3 separate regions of the Mus musculus genome follow, and all the other regions are linked to region 1. Evidence: chromatin contacts called from public ChIA-PET and Micro-C data. All regions are on one chromosome and are shown on one strand. Each heading gives the region's core, a stretch centred on a gene start, on an enhancer-like site or on the middle of the called end of the contact. The rest is flanking DNA. Distances are from core to core; before and after follow the strand shown. Region 1 has its middle 66 kb from the start of Gm33782. Region 2 has its middle 7.6 kb from the start of Gm40746. Region 3 overlaps Gm33843 (a long non-coding RNA gene).

Evidence for each region. Hi-C and Micro-C count contacts between places; a contact is called where the count stands out from the background. ChIA-PET counts read pairs in DNA pulled down with a chosen protein or histone mark.
Region 2: a Micro-C map of macrophages shows a contact between it and region 1, with 4 times the contacts expected there. The contact joins two enhancer-like sites. A contact is called at or near these places in 1 of 15 datasets of contacts at CTCF or cohesin (CD8 T cells), 5 of 484 Hi-C or Micro-C datasets (CD4 T cells, Th1 cells, bone marrow-derived macrophages and 1 more) and 4 of 115 datasets of contacts at active chromatin or transcription factors (CD8 T cells, the HPC-7 cell line, effector CD8 T cells and 1 more).
Region 3: a contact with region 1 is called in an RNA polymerase II ChIA-PET map of memory CD8 T cells, with 1,451 read pairs. The contact joins two enhancer-like sites. A contact is called at or near these places in 1 of 15 datasets of contacts at CTCF or cohesin (CD8 T cells), 2 of 484 Hi-C or Micro-C datasets (CD4 T cells and uterus) and 2 of 115 datasets of contacts at active chromatin or transcription factors (CD8 T cells and memory CD8 T cells).

Annotation. Positions count from the first base shown.
Region 1 is chr10:96,372,565-96,376,633 of GRCm38.p6, forward strand. No RefSeq gene overlaps it. Among named protein-coding and RNA genes, the nearest start is that of Gm33782, 66 kb to the left of the region's middle. Within about 2 kb of position 1,862, at least 141 of the 459 cell types and tissues checked have an H3K27ac peak or open chromatin away from gene starts, as enhancers often do. A contact at or near this core is called in CD8 T cells, bone marrow-derived macrophages, macrophages and 1 more, where this site is marked.
Region 2 is chr10:96,186,468-96,190,536 of GRCm38.p6, forward strand. No RefSeq gene overlaps it. Among named protein-coding and RNA genes, the nearest start is that of Gm40746, 7.6 kb to the left of the region's middle. Within about 2 kb of position 1,859, at least 84 of the 459 cell types and tissues checked have an H3K27ac peak or open chromatin away from gene starts, as enhancers often do. A contact at or near this core is called in bone marrow-derived macrophages and macrophages, where this site is marked.
Region 3 is chr10:96,521,255-96,525,323 of GRCm38.p6, forward strand. It overlaps Gm33843 (a long non-coding RNA gene), which reads right to left. Exons shown (of 4, transcript XR_380712.2): 4 at 3,170-3,417. Among named protein-coding and RNA genes, the nearest start is that of Gm33843, 75 kb to the right of the region's middle. Within about 2 kb of position 2,182, at least 23 of the 459 cell types and tissues checked have an H3K27ac peak or open chromatin away from gene starts, as enhancers often do. A contact at or near this core is called in CD8 T cells and memory CD8 T cells, where this site is marked.

The sequences.
Region 1 (4,069 bases), core at 612-3,111:
ATAGACACAAGTTATTAAGCTATTGTATTTGGTAGCGCAGGCTTGAGATGTTTCCAGCCTACAGTGGACTATGGGGATAGAGGAAAAACTCCCAAGAATGTTGCATCTGACATGGTATTTTTTCAAGGAAAGGGCGTCAGGAAGAGAACATACCATTAACTCCTAATAAGGGCAAAGGAAAAATGGACTCAAGGGGAGAGGGTTTAAATTTATGGAGTGTTGACTTTATGGTAGACACTTGATGTAACACTTGGCTAACTTTATTTTCTCAGTTTCTCCCAACAATCCAGTGGGGGTATCAACATTCCTCGCACCTATCACCACCGCTAAAACTCAAAGAGCAGCTCTTTGTCTCGGCTTTAACAGCTGCTGAGTGAGAGAGCCGAGGCTTACACTCTTGTCTAAGTTGTTTAGAGTACGCTGGGCAGTCTCAGCGTATTCCTAATGACCCGAGCTCCCTCTGAGCCCTGTGAAGTGAAGAGGAATAAGATGTATGGTCCGTACTCAACACCTACAGTTCTAGTCAGGAGACAGATCAAGAGAATGCCTTGGTAGGCACAAGAAAGGGTACAGAAGCCCACAAAAGCCATGAATCACAGAGGCCTCCAGGGGTAGAGGAATCCTAGAGGAGGATAGGCTAGAGAGAGGCTTGGAAGAAAGCTCAGGCTTTAGAAACACAGAGGGTCCATTTACTCTTCCAGAAGGGACTGTGTCAAACTGAGAATGCCTACGAGGAGGTCAGAGAGCGCAGTGAGCAGCTACCACTGTGTTGTCTATGTTAGCACAGGGGGAGTCCTCTGACACCCTTGTGCCTCACAGTATGGCCTAAGCTCTGATATCCGTAACCACTCCTCCCCCAGAGACTGTTAGAAATGCAGAATTCGGTGCCTGGCATCAGAAGCACTCAAACAGAATCTGCAAGATCTCCGTGAACATTTGAGAATCGCTAGGCTCAGTCTTTCCAGAGTCCTTCTTTTCGATGCATCACAAAGACTGAGCAGAATCCACAGGCCCTTTTCTCTGCCCTTTGCCCCACCCCTACCCCTTCTGCAGAAGCCTCCTTGTCTATCAGGGCCTGAGAGACGCTTCCTCTTAACTGCTCTACCTAAAACCCAGCATCCTCTTCCTGTCGCTTGAATGCCATGCTCTTCTTGGCCTCCCTCAGGGCCACTGATCTGTGAATGTCTGCCTTTGAGAATGCGAAGCAAAGCTATTGGGCACTCAGATAACTACAAAACAGGGTGACCTCTGACAGGAGCTAGTCTCAAGCAACTGGCCTGTGTATGTCGTGGTGAGCCTGAAAGAATACTGTACATCAGCATTGCTTGTGCTCCACAGGGCCTGTGAAAGGGCAGCACAGCCCTCACCTTGGAATAGGAACACCCCAGGCTTAGAGAAGTATCCCCAAACCTGGAGTGGGGCCTGCTGGCTCATCTGGCTATTTGGTTCAGACTTCTGATTCACAGCCACCATCCAAGAAGATTCCAGGTTCAGTAGAATTCAGGGAAAGAGACCCTGTGGCTGGGTGTGGCGTCATTCTTCTGTAATTCCAACATGTGGGATGCTGAGGTAAGATGACAGTGAGTTTGAGGCCACCACAGACTCCAGTTTGAGCTCCTGTTCTCCACACATATAGGAAACATTGTGCACCAACTCCGAAATGTGCTCTGGCTTCAGTCATGACACATGTTTTGAACTTGTGACTCCCAATCACATAACACAACACAATAAAGCAAGAAAGACGACGACAACAACAACAACAAATTGAACAAACTGAACTGACAGCTCTTCTTAGAGCCTTCAGAGAATTGAGGTCACAGACTGCTGCCGACAAGCAAGAGCGGCAGGCCCATGAGTGTGGAGAACGTCAGTTCACCAAAAGCAGAAGTGTGGAAACAGAAACCACTACCACCCACCAACAAATTGCTATTGTTCCCGTCTGCTCAAGCCTGAGAATTGGATATCTTAGAGGGTCTAAACAAAGGAACTTTCCTGAGTTTTACTGATATTAGACTCCTACTGTGAAAAAACAAAAGTAAAATACTGTATTGCTTCCCCACGGGGTAGGGACATCGTCATTTTAAAATATACCTGAAGTTCTGGGTTCTCCTTGCTAAGACTTAACCTTCAGGACACTGGTGCAGCAGAGCCTGACTCATGGGGTTTTACCAGGGGCTTAACTGATCTGGGAAGGGAAATACCCAACTTGGCCTCACTGAAACACGGAACTGATCCGGGACTGTTAAATTGTCTCTTCCTTCTACCAACAGGTCAACAGCCCTCCCAAGAACACAGAGAGAGCAGCAGAAAAAACCTGCAGGCCTCAAGCCGGTTCAGGAGTCTTTAGGCTGACCCAAAGATAACAGAGGTGGCACAAAGGACATGGGAAGTTCCATCTCTTTCACACATCTAAGCCTCCAGAAATGATAGCCAGATAAACACAAAGGGACACTAAACTCAGATGCCTCTACAGTGAAGCTCTTCGTGTACCCAAGTAGTAGTCTGCTCACATGGAATGTTCTAGCACCTCTACTTAGTATAAAGGACTAAGGGAAACAGCCACATGGTTTGGCATTAAGAGAAGAAATAAAGTCACTTTACAAAGCCCTGACAGTTGTCCTTTAGCCACAAGCAAGTATTTATCCTGAGGTCCTCCGGCCCTGTGAAATCCACAACAGCTGAGACATCCCTCGTGGTTCACGCCTATAATCCCATTACTTGGAAGGCTGAGTCAAGGAGCTAGCCTTGAACTTCAGGCCAGCCTGGGCTACAGAGAATGACCCTAACTAAGAAATAAAAACACACAGGAATTGTACTTTAGAGCCTTAGGAGATTATATGTTTCAAGTCATCAAGCTGTCAATGAAGGCTTTATGGTTTATTGTGATAAGAAGTTCAGTTAATTAGTAAGTATTTTAGATGATGTTCTCTTGGTGAGTCTTGTTTTTTTTTTTTTAATTAGCTATTTTCTTTATTTACATTTCAAATGTTATTCCCTTTCCTAGTTTCCCCTCTGAAAACCCCCTATCCCTCCTCCCACCCCTGCTCACCAACCCACCCACTCCCTCTTCCTGGCCTTGGCAGTCCCCTACACTGGGGCATAGAACCTTCACAAGACCAAGGGCCTCTCCTCCCATTGATGACCGACTAGGCCATCCTCTGCTACATATGCAGCTAGGGCCATGAGTCCCACCATGTGTTTTCTTTGATTGGTGATTTATACCCAGGGAGCTCTGGAGATACTGGTTCATATTGTTGTTCCTCCTATGGGGCTGCAAACCCCTTCAGTTCCTTGGGTACTTTCTCTAGCTCCTTCATTGGGGACCCTGTGCTCAGTCCAATGGATGGCTGTGAGCAACCACTTCTGTATTTATGAGGCACTAGCAGAGCCTCTCAGGAGACAGCTACATCAGGCTTCTGTCAGCAAGCTCCTGTTGGCATCCACAGTAGTGTCTGGTTTGGGTGGTTGTTTATGGGATGGATCCTCAGGTGAGGCAGTTTCTTGATGGCCATTTTTTCAGTCTCTACTTCACACTTGTCTCTGTAAATCCTTCCATAGGTATTTTGTTCCCTCTTCTAAGAAGGACCAAAGTATCCACACTTTGGTCTTCCTTCCTCTTGAGTTTTGTGTGTGTGTGGGGTTTTTTTTGTTGTTGTTGTTGTTGTTGTTTGTTTGTTTTTGTGAATTGTATCTTCGGTATTCCAAGCTTCTGTGCTAATATCCACTTATCAGTGAGTGCATATCAAGTGTGTTCTTTTGCGATTGGGTTACCTCACTCAGGATGATATCCCCCAGATCCCATTTGCCTCCAAATTTCATAAATTCATTGTTTTTAATAGCTGCATAGTATTCCATTGTGTAAATGTATCACATTTTCTGTATCCATTCCTCTGTTCAGGGACATCTGGTTTTTGTCCAGCTTCTGGCTATTATAAATAAGGCTGCTATAAACATAGTCGAGCATGTATTCTTATTACATGTTGGAGCATCTTCTAGGTATATGCCCAGGAGTGGTATTGCTGGATCTTCTGGTAGTACTATGTTCAATTTTCTGAGGACCTGCCAAACT
Region 2 (4,069 bases), core at 609-3,108, 190 kb before region 1:
CTGTTTGTATTTTAATGCTAATTGCGCTTTCCCAAGAGTTACTACCTGGGAGGAGGAGGGAATCACTAAGCAGGTGACTTCAGAAGAATCTTCCCCTAATGAATAAAGATTTCAGGGGACCAATCACTGGGCGAGGAGTAGGCGGGACTTCTGAGTTGGAAAGCCGAAGCCTGGCTGGTGGGTTGGCTCATGGGGCAAAAAAGTAGGTGAAGGAGGACACGGTTTAGGTGGCGGATACATTGGGATCCTTTGCCAGAGGATTTAACATAGAATGGCTTACAAATTAGGATGCTAGTTGTTACTCCAGCGATTGAGTTACCCGGTAATTCTAAACCAAGATTGTTTGGTGTTTTCCTTTATGCAGCGACTCAGCAAGGTTCCAGAGAGAAAGGTACCATGGCAAAGCATGGGTTTGCAAGAAGTGCACCCCAAAAAGCCGTGGGAATTTGGAATCATGGGCTGGCGTGGCAATGACCCACCATGGGAATTTAGTAAGCCAGGTGGAGAGATTTCAGAGCTTCAGATTAGAGAGTCTGCTGAGATGAGAACAGGCCAGTCTTCCCACTAGTGCCCTGCCAGCATAGCGTGGATTGCTTTTTTAATATTTCACACAACACACATTTTCAGAGGGTGGAAGGGAAAACACACAGAGCTATGTTTACAGTGAGCTCACAAAAAATGTCATGGGAAATAGGAAAATTTTAAAACAAGAAAATGTAACACTTTGAATGTATTTTCTGTTGGGACTGACTGAACAGGTCAGACAGTTCACACCATGGGGTGCTGGGTTTTTGTAATAACTCAGGCAATCTGGGAAGGTATTGTGACTCTTTAATAAATGCCCAGAGTGGAGGTCTCTACCGGGCCAGGGCCTTGTAGATCTGTACACACCAAGGTGCACATACCCTTGGAAATGGGGACAAAGAGCCACTACTGTGCTCTGCAAATAGGCCTTATAGGTCAGTCAACAACAAGCAATCCTGTAATTGCTCTGGCCATATATCAGGTGGCAGGGTAAAGGAAAAACGTGTGAAGCAAACACTGAGATGCTCAGTGTTGTCAGGAGGCCCGCACCGTTCTTCTACATTCAGCTACCACAAAAGCCTGGACTTAGCTCCCACTGCCTCTCTCTTCCGTTTCCTTTGTGGCCATTTTGATAAGGGGTGTGTGTGTGTGTGTGTGTGTGTGTGTGTGTGTGTGTGTGTGTGTTTTCTTGTGTAGGCACCAGAGCATGTGTAAGGGGTCCATCTTCGTTTTTCACAGCTGGAGGTTGGGTCTCTGTCTGCCAATATATGTTGCTAGGGTATCTGGTATGCAAGCTTTTGGGAGGGCAGGATTTTCCTTGCTCTGACTCTCATCTTGCTGTGGGGATATTGGGATTATAGACCGTGGTGGTCAGATTTACCTGCATTCTAAGGGTTTGGATTTGAGTGCCTTACCCATTGATCCACCTTGCCAGCCCCACTGGTATTTTTAATGCTCCTTCCCAACTCAGCAATACAAGGTACAACATGTTTCCTAACTCCCTTCACCACAATAGGTAATCAGTTCATCTGGGAAAGACTGCTGTAATTGAGTTTTCTATTCCCCTCGCCCCCAACTTCTCTACTTTGTCACCCTTCTGTTTGGCTTAGCTGCTCTCTGCCTGGGTACTGCATCCAATCCTGTCTTCTTCTTCTCCATCCCCAATGAGACTCTTCCCTCTGTGTAGACGATGCTCAGTTCCCTTCCTGTGTAAAGTACTTGCTTTTTCTTGAAATCTTGGCTTTGTTTCTCAGAACACCATCTCAAAGTGTCCAGCCCCCTTTACTGTTAGTTTTGTTTGGAGTGCACGTCCTATCCCTGTCCAGTCCCCACCATGACTCATTGATTTCCTGCCATTCTTTCAACATCACATACGGACGGCGGCTGGAGGACAGAGAGATGTTTACTTTGGAGAAGCTAAAGCTCACTTTTGCCAGCAATTGGAGTCAAAATCCTGGAAGGGCCCACACAGGGAAAAAAAAAATCAATTGTCTTTAAGCCCAAAGTGGAGAATTATGACAGATAAGTCAAAGCTGCAATAGAGAATAGAGCAACGTTTGGACGTGTTTTATTACCTCCAGACGTACGCAGAGATGTAGTAGGAGGCTCTTCTTTCCGAGACAGTCAGACTTAGACTGGGTGTTGAACGTGGCTGTATGCAGGTGGCTATAGTTTGCTATAGGTTGCTGCACACTACAACGAAGTGTTTGCTATAGGTTGCTGCAGACTACAACAAAGTATTTGTTATTAGTCTCTTAGACCAATGGGTGCTTCTAGATCCTGAAATTTTGTTGTCATTGAGTCATTTTCAAGTTTACTCTGATTAGACAATGCTTGTGACATACATCACTGCTGCGCTTATACTCTGTTTATTTTACTTTATGTATATACAGATATAATCATGGTTGTTCTGAGAAAATTTTGAGCAAAATAAAATATGCAAGTGACTCAGCCTTATTCTCTCTTCCTCTTTCTTTGAGTCTTGCAAAAATTGTCCAGTGAATTTTGGCTTACAATTAGGATAGAATTTCCAACAATTTCTAAATGCTCCTAAGCACACTTCTGACAGTTTGTACTACCTATTTATGCCAAATGGCACTCTTAACATTGATGGCTATATAAATATAAATTTATTTCTCAGAACACCGTCTCTAAGTGTCCAGTCCCCTTTACTGTTAGCTTTGTTTGGAGCAAATGTTCAATCCCTGTCCAGTCCCCAATCAAAATATTGATCTACTTTGAAAAACTGAAAGTGCTCTATGTTCTGAATGTAAAATAGTCAGAAGATTTAATTTTTTATGCAAAAGAAACAAGCACATCTCTCATTGGTATGCAAATAGACTTTTGTCTTTAGTAAATGATAGATTGTACGCATACAAAGTTTTTAAAAATTAATCTCAATATGATTTATTAGTAGTGTTTCATTTGTATACTTATTTTATATGCTTCTCCATCTGATGTTCCATCAAAATCTCTCTGGTAAAAAGGAGTCACAAGCGGAGAATCCCTGCCTTAGGGGCTGAAGTGATGTCTTAGCAGTTAGGAGCACTTGGTGCAGAGGACCCAGGTTTGATTCCCAGCACCCATATCAGTCAACTCACAGTCTTCAAGTCAGTAATCATTAAAGAGCAAGGTCACGTACCATCACTTTGTGTATTCTCTCTTAGCTGAGGCCACCAGGTCTCGGGGGGCCAGTACTAGCATTCAATACATAGAAAAAGATAAAACCTCAGTAGATGGCAATTAAAGTTTGCGCCCAAAGCTCTGACAGGTCTTTGCTGACCTGTGTACTGTCAGAATTGGGCCTAAAACATGCCACCGCTGTTTTCAAACAAGACACATTTATTTAATATCCCAAGTCTTTGAATTTGTTTCCAACTTAGCATCTGGTCTAAGATGGCTTCAATTCATCTATACTTTTAAATTTTTGCTTTTATTTTTTAAACAAAAGAACTTGATGGAGACAATGGAGGAAGGACACTAAACCTAATATATTTATACAATACATATATATTTTACAGAAGGGAACTTACTCCATCACTACTGAACTTCACAAAGCTCCACAAAGGATAACACAAGAAGCCCCGTTTGTTATTACCAATAGAGGGGAGATGAAATGTCTTGACTACGACTCATTTACATTCAAAAGAACCTCGTTAGCTGGGCAGCAGGACCAAGAAGACTGGGAATCAATTTCAAAGGGCAGAAGAGTTTGTCCACAAACCAGTCCCTGTAGTTAAGGAGTGCTGGGATTGCCCTAGGGCTCCAGGGTAGCCTTGATTTAAGAATGCGTTCTTCTCCTTCCTTTAAAAGAAAAGTTGAGACCAACTCTTTGTGTCCCAGCAGGAGAAAAGAATAAAACTTGACCTTCTTTTGTTCCAACAATAGTCTGAAAAACTGCCTGATAGCACTGGGCCAAAAGTGTTATCCATCAGTTGTCAATTCAGCTTCCTGGACACAGCGCTGCAGTCGCCCTGTGTTACTATGTTGCTGTGTGGCATCTTTTCTGCTCTGGTTTTGGAATTTAAAGAGGGAAACAAAATGA
Region 3 (4,069 bases), core at 932-3,431, 150 kb after region 1:
AGCTGGCTGTCCACACCTGACACATCATCTCTTTGTTGGCAGAGTGACAGGGACTATATGATAAGCCTTCTGACAAGGAGGCCTCTGAGGGGGTGGGGGGGACCACATCTGCAAGCATGGCCGTTTGCCTGCCTTTGACCCCTGACAAGGATTTGAACTGCAGCTTCAAAGTGTCTGTCCCCTATATTTTGATCAGAAGTTGCACACTTGACCTCTGACCTCCATGTCATCTCTGACTCCAGCTCCCAACTTGGCTTGGACTGTCCCAAACCATCTGCAATCCCCCTGGGGTCTGCAAAAGCTCCCCTACTCACTCCGATCAGCTGTTGCTCTCTTTGTTCTCTCTGTGACCTGGCCCTGACAACTAAAACCTCCCCAGCCCCTAACAATAGTGGGCCTCTCCACAGGGCTGGTGCCATCTTTTGATCGATTGCTAATAAATATTGTTATGAGTGTCCATTTATCAAGATGTTAGCCATGGTGCTGCATTCATTGTTCCGTGTGATGTTGAAGGACCACATGAGAAGGGTGCTATTGATCCCTGTTTTGGGAAATTAAGAAACTGATGTTCAGCCAATGGAAAGTTATTTCAAGTTCACACTGCTCAGAATGACCAGATTTAAGGTCGCCCTGCATTTTCTGTTTACTGAAGAATCTTCACTTATGGCACGGGGACATGCATGTGGACTTGGGAATAAAATGAATTTACTGTGAACAAGGAAAAAAAAAAGTGATTGTTTTAAATTTTAACGTTTAACTATGTCTTTTCCTTAGTACACAGTTCAATTCATGGTCAGACTTTAAATTCCTTTCAGCTCTACTTCTTGTCTAAGCACAGTGGTAATAGCTCTGTATGTGTGTGTGTGTGTGTGTGTGTGTGTGTGTGTGTGTGTGTGTGTGTGTGTGTGTGTGTGTGCGCGCGCGCGCGCACCCGGCAGCCATTAGTTTTTGGAAACAGGGTCACCCACTCTGGAACTCAGAGTAGATGAGGTTGGTTGGCCAGAGAAGCTTCCCCCGCCCCCCAGGAGTGGAGAGAATTTGCTACCTCTGCCTCCTTGGCGGTAGGATAACCTGGAGCCACCACACTCAGCGTTTCTAACATGGGCTCTGGGGATTGAACTGAACCGTAGGCGGTCCTACAATAGCCAGTTCCATGTAGTTTTGAGAGGCTGGAGCAGGTGGAAGGTGGCAGTTCTTCACCTCGTCCCTGACACTCAGTTTAGGACATTAGTGGAAATGTCTGGTATTTACCTGCACAATTTAAACACGCTTTGGAGTTGATGCCCATGAGATTTGGAATGGAAACCACTGAGTGTGCTTTATCCAGAGAGCAGATGGCTCTAAAAGGCACCCTCTAGGGCAGAGCGCTCTGAAAGAGACCCTCTGGGGCAGATTGCTCTGTAAGGCACCCTCTGGGGCAGAGAACCTTGCAAAGCACCCTCTGGGCAGCGGCAAAAGACACTGCAGCAAGTTCTGGTTCCTCCCAACGCAGGCAGCTGGAGAAGCCTATCTCTGACTTCATTTCCCTTCCCTAGTCTCTTATATCTGCTCCCTGGGAATGTGGGGGATCACGTTTCCAAACTGACAACAGGAGTTCAACCGCTCCCTTTGAGATGTTTCAAGACTTTCTTGGGTTTTTATGCTGTAAGACAACACTGCGACTGAAAGCAACTTGGAAAGGAAAGAGTTTATTTCAGCTCACAGCTTACAGTCCGTCATGAAGGGCTAGCCAAACAGGGACTCAAGGCAGGCACCTCGAGGCAGGAACTGACACAGAAGTCATGGAGAAATGCTGCTCACTGGCTTGTTCAACCTGCTTTCTTATACATCCCAGGACTACCTGCCTAGAGTTGGTACCATCCCTAGTGAGCTGGGTCCCCTCACATCAATCATTAATCAAGAAAATGCCCTACAGACTTTCTTGCAGGCAGTTAGAACCCTACTTCTACTTCTAGTTCAGGAATTAGGAAATTTAATTAATTAGTTCAGAGAGAAAGAGCCATAGGAAGAACCCAGGTATGGTGATTCCAAACTCAGTTCTCCTTTTATGAAAGATTAGCTTTTCTGTTTCTTCCTTTAAAACTATTTGAGAGACAGAAACTCCAACCCAAGCAGTTAGCCCAACAGGAAACAACCTGTCAGTGTGAACGACCCATTCTCAGTCTGTGCTTTGTCATCGCGAACGCACAGGCGCATCCTCCTTAAAAATGAAAAAATGCCTTTCATAAGACGGCCGTTTTGTTCTGCCCCATGGTGTGTTCCAGTCGACGCTGTGGCGTTCGCTATTTTTCTTTTAGATCGTCTGGCTTCTGGTTAAGGCTGCGACAATGACCTGAGTCCCTTTGTGTTCTCATGCTGCAATTTATTCTCAGGCTTCTTCCTTCTGTTTTATTATTAAAAATTTTAGCTTCTACTTTTGAAGTGACCCACCACCCATTATAGGAGTTTTAAAATATGGACATCAATATCTTCCCACTGAAAAAAAAAATGTACCCTTACTTCTATAAAAGGTGATAGATTGCAATGATGTGCTAAGTTTACCTTACAGGCAGCTTAAAAACAAAACAAAAGGAAACAACACTAACTTTCCTGATAAATGACATACCTGTTTAGACAGAGAGAAGAAAAGGAAGAGAGACATGTAAATTCCTTTTGTAGCACTGTGAATTCTTTGATCAGCCTTCTTTTCCTTCCCATTTCCTCCATCTCTGGACTTCTAAGCCTCCAAATGCAGGATTAGAATTCTAGGTGATAGAGTGAGCTGATCTCTCAGATGCTGAGGCAGCGGGTTTACCGCTATACTTCAAAGGCAGCAATCCCAAACGGATGCCCGAGGTGATTCATTTTTATTTGGGTAACGGAGAACTCGAGCTGAGCTAAATGACAGATGTAAAAGGACCATGCAGCGACCATGTAAATAAGCAGCTCCCCCTGCCAGACACTGGGACAAAGAACTGTGTCAGCTGACGCTCAAATCTCATTAGACTACCACACAATCCTCTCTGGTACAGGACCAAATAATTCATATAAACATGTAGAGGGGAATAGAAAAACGAAGCACCTAAACAAATCTTCAACGGTTTATTGTTTAGCCACCTCGTCTTCAAAGATAAATGCTAACGAACGATGTCTGATTCACTTGTCTGAGCAACTTGACAACACTAATAACCAGCTCAGCTCATGGGCCCCGGTTGGAGCTGACCTCACTCAGCACAACCAATTGTTCCTAATTGAGTTTTGTGGATGGGGCTCCGGGTTTGGTACTTGCTGCAGATACTGGTTGTGCCCCTCGTTCCCTGCTGGCTTTGTCCATGCTGACTCTCATTTCTTCTAGCAACCGGGCTGCAGGAGTGAAGGAGAATTACCGACCGCCCAGACTAGGAACACGTCTCACCTCTGGGTAGGGTTCTGTTTGCCCTGAGAGACAGAAGTTAAAAATAGCCTCTCTTGTTAAAGATTAGTGTTGGTGCATTTAATCACATCCAGTACACACACACAAACATACACACACACACACACACACACACACACACACACACACACACACACACACCATGGGTAGGGAGACTTGGGCCAAGTATCATTAAAACCTTGTACTTTAAAAAGCTATTATCTCCAAGATGCTTATACAAAACATCAACAAATGTGGGAAACATAACACCCCATATAAACAATAATGCAAATTATAAATTCACACGGTTCTCAGAACAAGAAACATGAATGCTCAGTAAAGATGACCAAGTACATTAGTAACCAGGCTAAAGTTGAATGAATTACAGTAGAGAGCTATCAGGGGTGCGTGTGTGTGTGTGTGTGTGTGTGTGTGTATCGCCCATTTTGGACAAGCATGTAAGGATAGGTTATCACTGAAGTGCAAATTCAATTCTCCTTTGCTAAATAATCTATAAACTATACTAAAAATCTAAAATTAAACACTCTCTTTGGCTTAATGGTTCTATTCAGGAATGTTTTTTTTTTTTCAAAATACTAATAAGGATATAAAGAAATGTATCTGCAGGATAGTTGATCAAGCATTATTTTTGTTTGTAAGTTAAAATACACATTTGAA